Regions from separate parts of the Danio rerio genome. Here region 1 is linked to region 2. The links are chromatin contacts, called in public HiCAR-type maps. All regions are on one chromosome and are shown on one strand. Each heading gives the region's core, a stretch centred on a gene start, on an enhancer-like site or on the middle of the called end of the contact. The rest is flanking DNA. Distances are from core to core; before and after follow the strand shown. Region 1 holds the start of sh2d1aa (SH2 domain containing 1A duplicate a). Region 2 holds the start of si:dkey-13n15.11.

Region 1 (6,142 bases), core at 2,350-4,849, 64 kb before region 2:
AGTATGCAAATGTATTTTTAATATTGTAAAAATTATCATTTGAAATTACTTTTCTTCATTAGTAGATGAGCAATCGCAAGGGCATTGCTGACAAAGAGCATTTGTGTGTGTGAATTGAAATGTATCATCCTCCCTCTGTTAAATTTGATCTAATTCTAACGGAGGATGCGATTTGTTTGTGAGTGAATTGTCGTTATGAACAACTTGTATTATTGTCGGCTAAGTGAACAAGTTTCTAGCACCGCAGCTTCTAGTTGTCATTTTCATTTACATTGTTTGCTTGTTTTATTCTACAAAATTAACATTAGCCTATTAATAAGTGCAAGTGCTACTTTGTCTTATGGTCAGTGCAGTAAGTGACCATATTATCATCAATAACGTTACTTTTTTAACAAAAGTTTGTAACATGAAAACCTAAAAAAAAAAAAACTAAATCTTACTTATAAAAAGTTCTGCTTTTGTGCTTTGTTTTCTCATAACTATACCCCATACACAGCGCAAAAGACCAGCATCTTCAGATTGGCTGTAGTTTTAACTAGTGCGGTTGAATGACTTTTGTCCTGGTAGCATTGTACAAATGTGTCTGCGGTGACTCATACTCAGGGTCCGTATGCGATATCTAGTGTATATATCTATGCAAGATGTGCACCAACAATGTCCTCTTTTAAACTCTACAGAAATTAAACTTTCCCACTTTGGTCTTACTATTGGAAGATGCCATCAATGTCCACGAGGCTGGTTAAATTTAGCCATGAAACCTCCAACACTTAATTGGCCAGTGTTTCAGTTCTTTTGTCCAACCCCCGTATATAACATTCAGACAGTAGCATGTCACTCAGGCATAAAGATTTGTCTGTCATGAAGAATTGTTTGACTTTCTTCTAGTGGCTGGTAGTTGACGTTCATAAGCTGCTGGAAACAGTGGTGTTAAGCATGAAATTATTTTGCCCTATTAATGTTCTAAGCAGCTTAACAAGCAGTTTACCCTTTTGAACTATATATGTTTATCTGTGTTTTGAAGTTTCACATCTTGCCATTGCTTTGATGCCTGTATGTGTGGGTGATATGAAAGGGCAGAGATGTACACGAGTCAGGCTATAAATGCATGCAACACAGTGACCACAAACAGGAGAGAAAAAGTCAGCAGTGTACTTAAACATAGCAGCGCTCTTCTCGTTTTGTCTGAAAATGACAAGTCATTAATTTAGCAAGCAGCTTTAACAGGAAACAACATAGTCTCAACTGCATTTATATTGCATCTTTTAAATGTGCAATGAGGAAGTATTTATTCTGATCTTGTGACATTGATATAAGTTAATCAAAACAATCTTTTTTTTATGCATTTTAAAATGTTTTGTTGTTGTTGCTCATGGCCAAAAACTAATTGTAGATCTTCCAGAAATAACACAGTTGTGACTAATAAGATTATACTGGTTAACCCTTTGACTGCCCCTCCACCAAATGGTTGACCATGTTTTGACTGTTTAAAATAAAGGCTTACACACACAGCATTGTTGGTTTACAAAAAAAAAAAAAAACATAATCCTGTTGCACTACTACACTTAATTTTGGTGAAAAACAAAACAAAACAAGGAAGCATGTTAAATGAGAACATGAAATGCATGCATACCTGGCATACTCCAAAAAATAAAGGTGATTTTGTAAATTTAATAAATTATGGCATGTGTTGAAACATAATTAGCAACATTAGGAGTTGCCTAAATGCCTAAAATGCAATCCAAACATTTATTTATTGATGGGGTAGTTAAAGGGTTAATGAACTTGCAAACTTATTTGGGATTTACTTAAAGAAATGTAAAACATACCTCTATTGTCCAGAGGCCGCCCTTATTGAAAATTCTGTAGGTGTAAACCCATCCATCACACCTGGAGATTTACACAGATTGTAAATAGCTGACACTCAGATTCAGATTGCCAGATTGATGACAACAACAGAATCTTTCAAATGCATGTCCAATATTTATCTGGTTATTGTTTTTGGTCATAGAAAATGTCCAATTAATGGCAGTTGAATTCTATCTCTCCCTCCTGTTACTTTTGCCCTGTTTGTGTTACATAGTGCTGATGTTTTAATCCCCCTCATCTGGCAACACAGACTGTTTAAATGCTTTATAGTAGGACACAATCCCCAATTCAGTAAATAGTTCTGTCCATAATTTACATTGAATGGACAGGAGAAAACAATATGCACATTGATTAATTCCTTTAGCAACTGCTTTCCTAAGCAACTTTACAGTTGGTTAGTTTTCATACCCTTCCAAAAACAGAAGAATCCTCCCTACATGCCCCAACAAGTACTTTCAAATTCAAAATGGCGGACAAGGTTTTGGCAATTATGGCATATGGGATATTTTTGTTTTCAGCATCACCTAAGGAATAATTTGAGCTCAATTTCTTTAATAAAATTTCCCTAAATTTCATGTCTCCTGTCCACCCAGCCTCCCAAAATGCCAGTACATTATCTGTTGTTTTCATTCATTCATTTATTTATTCTTTTTCCTTTTGGCTCAGTCCCTTTATTAATCAGGGGTTGCCACAGTGGAATGAACCGCCAACTTATCCAGCATATGTGGATACCCTTCCAGCGGCAACCCAATCAATGGGAAACACCCATACACTCTCATTCACACACACATGTACTGCGGACAATTTAGCCTACCCAGTTCACCTATGCTGCATATCTTTGAGCCCAGAGGAAGCCCACATGCAAACATGCAAACTTTAAACAGACATGCCAACTGACCCATTCCAGGTTTAAACCACCGAACATGCCATTTTTCCAACCTTGTCAGCTTGTCCTACCTCCCATTCAAAAAGTAGGTAGCACATTTTGATGATGCACTATGCTACTCGTCAGATTTTGCTACCAGTGTAAATTTTAATGTAGAGCAGTGTGATATGAAGCTGTATATCACCCTAACCTACATAATCCCTAACCTCAACCTCAGAACGATTCAAATACAATGTTGGTAGCATCTGATGGGTAGGATAAAATGTCAGGTCACCGCCACTTCTGTTCGCCTATTTTACATTTAGGCTACTGATTTTTCTATATATTCTTTCTTATACATTATGTCAAACTGCTTAAATGTCAATAAAAATCAGTTTGTTAAACTGTAGAGTTGAATTATCAACATCAAAAGTCGACAGAGCAGAGATCAGGTCCCATTATGTAATTCACAAGTTGTAAACAAACGAAAAACACTGTTTACACGCTATCTGCACATAATCTGAGCACACATCACGGAGACGTCTGTTAGATCAGTGTTGTTTACATCAAGAAGACCTGGATAATTTTCTCAAGTGCTATACCTGTGTCTCCAGTCAAATAGACGCCAATAATATAACTGGATCTTTCTTTTCTATTATTTAGACTGTTCGTAAAACAGCTCTTTTAAAGACGCTTATCAGATCTTTGTACACAGCAGATGTTTTACTCACAGCACACACACGCAGTAAGCGCCGGCGGAGCTCAGACTGTCTCTGATCAGATAGCTGCCATCTCTGCCCGTGGAGCACAGGATGTCTTCTGCCTGCTTCTTACTGATTGACCCATGATATTCTGCCAAATCCTCCATTGTATCGCACAGTCTCTCAAAATTACTCACACACACATACAAGATCAGTGCAAGCTTCAGTGTAAAGGAAGTCTGCATATAGGCTTGCTGATTCAAGATCAGTATTCTCTACACATGTGACACATCCTCATTTTTTAAACAAGATACGATTCTATTCACCAACTACTTCGTATGTTTTGCACATGAATCAGCTGGGCACTTTTCTTACTTAAAATGTCGATTGCAATATTAGTTTTGCTGTATTGTTTAGTATTGCAAGAAAACACTGCCACCGACTTAATCCTGTTTATTCTCAGTAGCGCCTCTTGAGAGCACGTTGCAAAAATGCTGCACTACTGCTGTCCATAAGAGGGCGCTGCCGTTCTATTATTATTCTCTCTCTCTCTCTCTCTCTCTCTCTCTCTCTCTCTCTCTCTCTCTCTCTCTCCCTCTCTCCTAATCAAACACACATGAACTAGCTAATCAAGGTCTTACTATGTATACTTGAAACACCAAGGGTGTGATGAGACAAATTAGAGCTAAACCCTGCAGGGAAACCGGCCCTTCAGGACCGAGATTGGTGACCCCTGATTTATAGAGTAAAATATAAGTTTTAACTGGATTTTTTTTTCATGAATAGTATAACAATTTAATTAACTATTATTATTATATTATTACAATAATATTTACACTGACTGGGTCAGTTTAATACGTAAAATATGTAGACAAACTTTTTAACTCATTTTAACACATAAGCTCGTTGAGGGTCATTAGAAGTTGGTAGTACTAGGTTTATTTTTCTTATGTTTTTTATTTTTTTATTTTTTTCAAAAAAAGTATGAAAGGCTCTACTATATCACTGTCTCCACGCGGGGGCACTGTCGTTCTGTAAAGACCGAATCACAACTAGTAAATGGTCGAATTCATTAAATTAGTCTTTAAAACTTTTTTGTTGATAAGTAGAATTAGCAAACACTGTCAATCCATTGGGTCACTTACATGCTTGGGGCAATTCAAGGCCTATATGGTTACAAAATACACCGGAAAGGAACATTTATAAGATTTAGTGAAGAATAGGCATTGTTTTTGCTAAAGTATTTGCATATGTCGTTTATTTAAACAGGGTTTTGGCGAACTGTTTACAAAAAGTAAAAAATATAATAACAATAATAAGATATTAACGCAAATTAAACTCAATTTACATCTTCATTTTGTTCAAAAGTTTTCACTCCCTGGATCTGTCATTAAAAACACACATAATTTAATAGTTTATTAAGAATACATGTAAACCTTTGAAAAAGTTTTTTTTTTTAATAAATTCAACTCCCTTGATTTATGTGTAAAATATTTTTGTGAAATATTTAAAATTTGGGTTAGTACAAACAAAAAAATTACAGTTTAAAACATTTAAGCACACTTGTATTCAGAAAACGGGTACATAAATTTTGCTTTAATAAACAATCTTCATAGAAAATATATTAATTCAAAATGATACAGGCTTTAGCTTAAAACATAATAATTTCCAGCGTTTCAACTTTACAAAATCTATAATATATATATGGCATTTTCACATAATAAATCCTCACATCTGATGAAAGACAAGCACAATTACAAAAACAAATCGAATATTCAATAAGCAACAAGAACTCTATACCAGTGGTCTCAAACTCAGTTCCTGGAGGGCTCTACATAGTTTAGCTCCAACCACCTTCAACTCACTCCTGCTTAATAGTCTTTAGTAGTCTTAAACACCTTGATTAGTAGGAGGCAGAGCTGCGACCTTCCAGAAATCGAGTTCGAGACCTATGATCTATACCGAGAGTGCCCTGCTTATTTTAGCTCCAAACCTGCCTCAACACACCTGCACAGATGTTTCTAGAAAGCCTACTAAAGCTGTGGTCACAAATATCTGTAGTACGGCACTGGGAAAAGGGGCGGGATTGAACAAGATGATTAGACATTGAAAAAGCAGGTGATTAAACTATATTTTAAATTTGTGTCCAGAGAGGTCATGTTTTGATCTTCGATTGTTCTCACGCAATCATGTGATGCGATTTCAAAGGTCAGAGTTCACCAAGCTTGAACTTTCCAACGCAGCGAACTGCGAAACTTGCCGCAGAACCTTGCGTTTCCAGTCTGACGCAGTCTTGTGCATATACTGTAAATGGAAGTCAATATGGAGAAATTCCAGTGTGACCGCAGCTTAAAAGCTTGATTAGTTAGCCTAGGTGTGTCCGACTGGAGTTGGAACTAAACTTTGCAGGACACCGGCCCTCTAGAACTGAGTTTGGGCACCCCTGCTCTATACTATATATACAGTGAACCATAAGGCATAGTTCATTAATGAATACTTATAAATGAATGAATATTTATCACAGTAATTTATATAGTTTGTGGTTAGTTAAACATATAGTAATATTGTAATTTCAACTCTAAAGAAAAAAAAAACGGTCACACTTTACAAGAAGGTTTATTAGTTAATGTTAATTAATGCATTTACTAACATGAACAAACAATGAAAAATACATTTACTACTGTATTTGTTCATGTTAGTTAACGTTAGT
Region 2 (6,165 bases), core at 1,803-4,302:
AATAGTTAAACAAAGAGCACTGGTCACTCACTTACCAAATCTGTAGAGACAGGACAATCACCAGCAACTTGAGCCGCGTCTTTATGAAGAGAATACTAAAAGCGAATCCGGATCTCAGCGTTTGCAGATGAGAACAGCTCTCAGGTAAACAATGTTCCTCCTTAGACACGCAAGTTATTGTTGTCGAGCGTCGCGTACACTGTTAATCCACACGTGAGTCTGAGCTCTCACAGAGAGAAAATGAAAACGAAACTTAACTGCAGCAAACTATAAAAGCAACACTTCATGCTTGTTTTGCCAACACAACGTGGCGTCTCTGTCCTGTAAACACGGTGATAGTAATGAATATTAATGAAGTTGCACAATAGAGCACGCTGATTTGTTTGAACCAAGCCTTACTCATGCATTAATGCATCACACTGTAAGACGTAATAAGACACACTCTGGCACAGACACCCAGTCTGCACGCTGGAATACAACGCTATTATGTAATGACCGTGACGCAGCTTCAAAAATTCGTTTCAAACCGGAAGTACGAATTTGCTTGAAATAACGCAAAAACAACCAATTTACACTTTTTAGTGAAATATGTGTCCTAATAGCGTTTTTAGCAGTGTGGGACACATATACGACTGTCAACAGCTCAAAAAATGTGTTTTGGTGTTTCGTGACCCTTTAAAGGTGTAAACTTACCCATATTTAAATTGTTCTGATGCATCACTGAATCGAGGAGGTTCAGCCATAGACCTGTCACTCTTTAAAGACACATAGCTTGATATTGTAGATGACAGTCTCCGATGGTGAACAGCACAGACTTCTACTTTTTCTGAAAGACTGAAAATACATATAAAAAAAGATACATAACTACGACTTAAGACTACAGGTTAATATATACACATTACAGAATGCTTTTAACAGTAGTTTTTGAGCTTAGCATGTCAACAATGCATGAGATTTTCAACTGAACAGCTATATTACAGAACAGCTTTAAAGTTAGTAAAGCAATTACAAAGAAGACCACCTAATGTATCTATTCTTTATCAATTTTAATTAATTACTGAAAACCATAGAGAATCAAAAATGTATATGTATGTATGAACTAGGCATGGGACGATAACCGTGTTCAAGGTATACCGCGGTTTGGAAGAGTCAAGGTTTTGAAACCGCCAACATTTTCTGCAATACTGTTCCCAGGGGCGGACTGGCCATCTGGCAATTCTGGCAAATGCCAGAAGGGCCGGACCATTTTTTTAAATGTGGGCCGGTCAGTTTTTTATTTTTATTTTATTATTATTTTTTATATGTATTGTTTTTATATGCAGGCAGCTTTTATCTCGTGCAACATGTGAATATTATGATGACGTTGATGATGGTAATAATAGTAATAATAGTAAATAATAGTAAAATTAATAGTAAATGTTAAGCATTTGGCCCAATCGGTGATAGTTTCGAAAGGGGCCGACTCAATCAAAGGTTACGCGGACATAATCAAAATCTGGCAAGAATGTCAAACAAACAGTACGTATGGTAATGTGGGCTGGTGTGGCTATGGTGCCAGGGCTGAATTTTTGTCCCAGTCCGTCCCTGACTGTTCCTAAGATATGTGTAAGATTTTTTTATTTACATTTTTGTTTAGTTTTGTTTTTTAAGACAACAGTATCTCCAGCAGAAAGAAATATCTAAAGATGCTGTTTTAAATAGTAAAGAAATGTGTTTTTAAAACTAATGAAGACAGCAGAAGTCAATGATTAATTTTTAATTGTTTAGCCGGACATGTTTACTGTTTTAAAATATTATAAAAATATATATTTTTTAATTTTCTATATTGTTCTAACCAAGACACTTGAAAACAATATATTTTAGAGCTGTAATCACAATACTATGATACCGTGAAACTGATATTTTTATCCAAGGTTATCATACTGTCAGAATTTTATACCGGCCCATATTTAGTATGAACTCACCTGGACTGCAAATGTTGAGCTACATGACTAAATTTAGGAGGTTCAGCCATTGATCTGTCACTCTTTAAAGACACATTGCTTGGTAGAGATGATGCTGCACCCTGGAACTGGTAGTGAACAGCACATTTCTGCTCCTCTTTCTCTGAATGACTGCAATGCAGAAATTGCTAACTGTTATATTAATAATACAATTTATTAAATAGTGCATAAATATTTAAAGTGACTATACTCTAAACAAAATAATCCAAAAAAATCATATAATCACGAAAATTACAGTTATTCAACAATCGTTTTTTAAATGTTTATTATGAAAGGATTTTTCTGACACATGATCACTTTTACAGAGGTGTATTCAGCTGGACTCACCTGAGTGGAAAATGTTTCGCTTCGTCACTGAATTTAGGTGGTTCAGCCATTGATCTGTCACTCTTTAAAGACACATAACTAGGCACTGGAGATGATGCTTTCTCGAGCAAATTATGGATCCCACTCTCTTCCTCTTTCTCATCAGTAAAACTCATTTTACACGCAGTACCGCACTCCTTCTCTCTCCCCAAAAAGACACTGGACTTTGACGAAAATGATTTTTCTTCCTCCATTATAAGCACAACTAAGTTACGCGAAAAGATTTAACGTTAGGCGATACACAGCACAGTTGAACACCACGAGACAAATAAGTTACTATAAAAAAATCACCACGAGACTTCTTTGCAGAGCTTATATTTCAAACTAAAAGTCATGACTGTATATTTTCCTCATAGCGGTTAATGATTAACGTTATGCAGCACTAACGTCAAACGGGGAAACGTACAACTGAAGGAATCCTGTGTATATAAGTCTGGACATGGATGTGTTTTGTTTTGGTCTAAAGTACTCTCAACAGTATTAAATGACACCACATTTTAATGTAACGTTAATAAGAATGTATACGACTTGCTGGTTAAACTAGTTAAGTTCATAATTACCTTTAACTTTTCCTTAATTCGATTGTGTTTGTTAAGTGTTAGCATATACCGTCCTCTTTAAAAGTTCATAAGTGTTAAAGATGAAAAACCTGCTCATGTTTGTTTCTATAGTACAGTTAACTGGACACGTCCGGTTTACTAGTCGGTTAAAAGTGGCTTACATTATAGAGCCCTCTAAAGGCAACAACACGTAATAGCATGTAGATTAACGTTACGTAAAAAGCAATGCACATTCTGTGAACAAATATATGAGTATTATTTTTAGTCTTCATCAGGCCTACAGTATCATAGTGTTTGAGAGATGAGCTAAATGATGCAGTGCCAGCATTTTAACTCTGACTAATAATTATTAGTCAAATTCATGACAATATTAATTTATTAATAATTTACTATAAAAACATGTATAAAAACAATATTATTCATTAATTTTCTTTTCAGCTTAGTCCCTATTAATCTGGGGTCATCACAGCGGAATGAACCGCCAACTTATCCAGCATATGTTTTATGCAGCGAATGCCCTTCCAGCTGCAACCCATCTCTGGGAAACATCCATATACTCAATTTCACACACTACGGACAATTTAGCCTACCCAATTCACCTGTACCACATGTCTTTGGACTGTGGGGGAAACCGGAGCACCCGGAGGAAACCCACGCAAATGCGGGGAGAACATGCAAACTCCACACAGACATGCCAACTGACCCAGCCGAGGCTTTAACCAGCGACCTTCTTGCTGTGAGGCGACAGCACTACCTACAGTGCCACCGCCTTGCCACACAATTTAATATGTCTATTAAAAATATGTTTAACAAAAGAATTAAAAATAAATTTCTTTAATCTGGGAGATGTCTCTTCAATTTAAGTCGGTTTAACCAAGACTCTGAAGACTCTAAAGGTTCATAAAAAGATACGAACAGAACTAGCGAATTTTAATTTCCTAACCAGCAAATTTTACCTTGACCTTGACCTTGACCAGAACATCCATGTATTTCTTTTTATCCATATAATATACAAACACATGCATCTCAAATGGCCTGACAACACATGAATCTTAACAATCCTAACACATGTGCATTCATTCATTCATTCATTCATTCATTCAAGGATTTTCCTTCGGCTTAGTCCCTTTATTATTCAGGGGTCAGGTCGCCACAGTGGGATGAACTGCCAACTTATTCAGCATATCCAGCCGAGGCTCGAACCAGCAACCTTCTTGCTGTGAGGTGACAGCGCTATCCACTGTGCCACCACGCCGCCCGCAACCAATCATGAAAAAGGATATTTTAGATAGCTGATTATTACTAGTTCTGCTTCTCCTTATTGAGAACCAGAAAGTAGCAATATGGAAATCTCACAATAACTTTCTAATGACCTAATAACTAGGAAAAATCAGCAACTTGAATTAGGACAAGGATACAAACTCTCACAAAGGTTCAAAGGTTCTATCTTTACCGTCAAAAATATATAGAGAAATTTAGGCCACAGGAACAGTTCTTATGAAGGAAATATGTGTTAGACCAAGAAAGATATTTTAAAGGCAAAGACGAAGAATGGTTAGAATGGTCACAAAACACCTCCAAAGAGCTCCAGACATCTCGCTTCTGATAATGTCATTGTACATGATTCCACAGTATAGCGCACTCTTCACAAAGAACAGCTCAATGGAAGGGTGATGCAGAAAAAAAAAACTTTTTTTTACCAGTATTTGACTCTTGAGAAAAAAAAAATCTGGAATCTGTCAAGAGGCTGAAGGTACTTCAGGGTTTGATGCTTCAGCAGGACAATGACCCAAAGCACAACTCCAGATCTACCAAGTAATTTATGCTCGGACATAATACAATATTCTAGAATGACCATCCCAGTCCCCAGACTTGAACATTATCAAAAACCTATGCACTGATTTGAAAAGGGCTCTTCATGCCACGTGAATCTGACTGAATTGGAAATATTTTGCAAGAAAGAATGGTTCAAAATGCCTTCAGCTAAAATTCAGGGACTTATCCTTGGCTACAAGAAGCATCTACAGGCTGTTATTTCAGCAAAAGATGGCTCTGCAAAATTTTGATATCATTATTCAGTTGGGGTGCCCAAATTTATGCACCTGTCTGTTTTAGTTTGCATCTGTTCATTAAATAAGTGTTATGTCAGAACTGAAGTGTTGCTTTTCCATATGGGTATAAAATATATTCAAAAGAAGTTGCTGCTGTGCATAAAACTATATATTTAAAGTTTCTTAGTGTTTCCACCACTGATTTGGTAAATCTTGTACAATTGGAAAATCCTCAGATGCAGTACAACAGGTCATAGAATTTAACTACGAACACAGTTTTTCTTTTTACGAAAACATGTACTGTGTGTTCACAGTAAGTGCACAATAAAAAAGTTTCATATAATGCTGTTACCATCTGGGTATATTTACCATAAATATCATCCTAGAATTTTATATAATCCAAATGTACAAATCTTATTTTCAAAACAAAGTAAAAAGAAAGAGAGCATCGAAGAAACTTTGTATTATTGCATTATTGTATAAAATTTTCTTTCTAATGCACATTATTTGTTGCTTCTATGTTACATGTTGTCCTGCTAACAGTTAAAACTACACTTCCACTAAATTATCAAGCAATGGAACTCACTGGGCCATTTGTAGCTTGTGATGTTTATTCCTTTAAGACACTTGGCTTTAATATGATGCAATCAATTGTGTCTGGTATATCATCACCACGAGGTGGAGCCAAACATCAGGTATTTGCTTGTTGACACCGTGTCCATTGACCAAAATTATGTTAACAACAATTTGTTTTGCATCCATATTAAAATACATGGATAATTTTAATTAGCTTATAATTATTATTATTTTCCAGATAAAAAATATTTATCATTGTTTTTTATTTAAACAACAGACTGTGAGGCAGTATTTTGATACCTGTACAAATGTTACCCATGGAGTGAAACTGTGGGAATGTTAGCTGATATCTCTCCAAGCAAACAAATGAACAAATGAATTATTTTGATTTAGACAATCAGCCTCTGATTAAGTAAAATAATCAATAACATTAAAATGAGCTTAAATTTCCAACATGATTGCTGGTGACTTTCTAATATGTTTGTCTGTAAAAATATTGTGTCATTTTTAGATTTTCTTTAATACTTTTTATCTTGACATTTTTATATGAAACCAACTGTAGTGAAACGCTTGGTTTAATCCAAACAAAAATATATATTTGTTAAAAGA

Evidence for each region. HiCAR-type assays count read pairs that join an accessible place to other places.
Region 1: a contact with region 2 is called in a HiCAR-type map of caudal fin, with 4 times the contacts expected there. The contact joins the promoter of sh2d1aa here to the promoter of si:dkey-13n15.11 in region 2. A contact is called at or near these places in 2 of 18 Hi-C or Micro-C datasets (caudal fin and an unstated tissue) and 1 of 4 datasets of contacts at active chromatin or transcription factors (caudal fin).

The regions. Positions count from the first base shown.
Region 1 is chr5:22,016,781-22,022,922 of GRCz12tu, reverse strand. It overlaps sh2d1aa (SH2 domain containing 1A duplicate a), which reads right to left and starts at 3,599. Exons shown (of 3, transcript NM_001114691.1): 1 at 3,463-3,599; 2 at 1,827-1,887. The coding sequence starts at 3,599. LOC100536577 (butyrophilin-like protein 2) reads right to left here. Exons shown (of 16, transcript XM_073952114.1): 16 at 5,009-6,142.
Region 2 is chr5:21,952,364-21,958,528 of GRCz12tu, reverse strand. si:dkey-13n15.11 reads right to left here and starts at 3,052. Exons shown (of 13, transcript XR_012406809.1): 1 at 2,930-3,052; 2 at 2,331-2,574; 3 at 1,965-2,114; 4 at 694-834.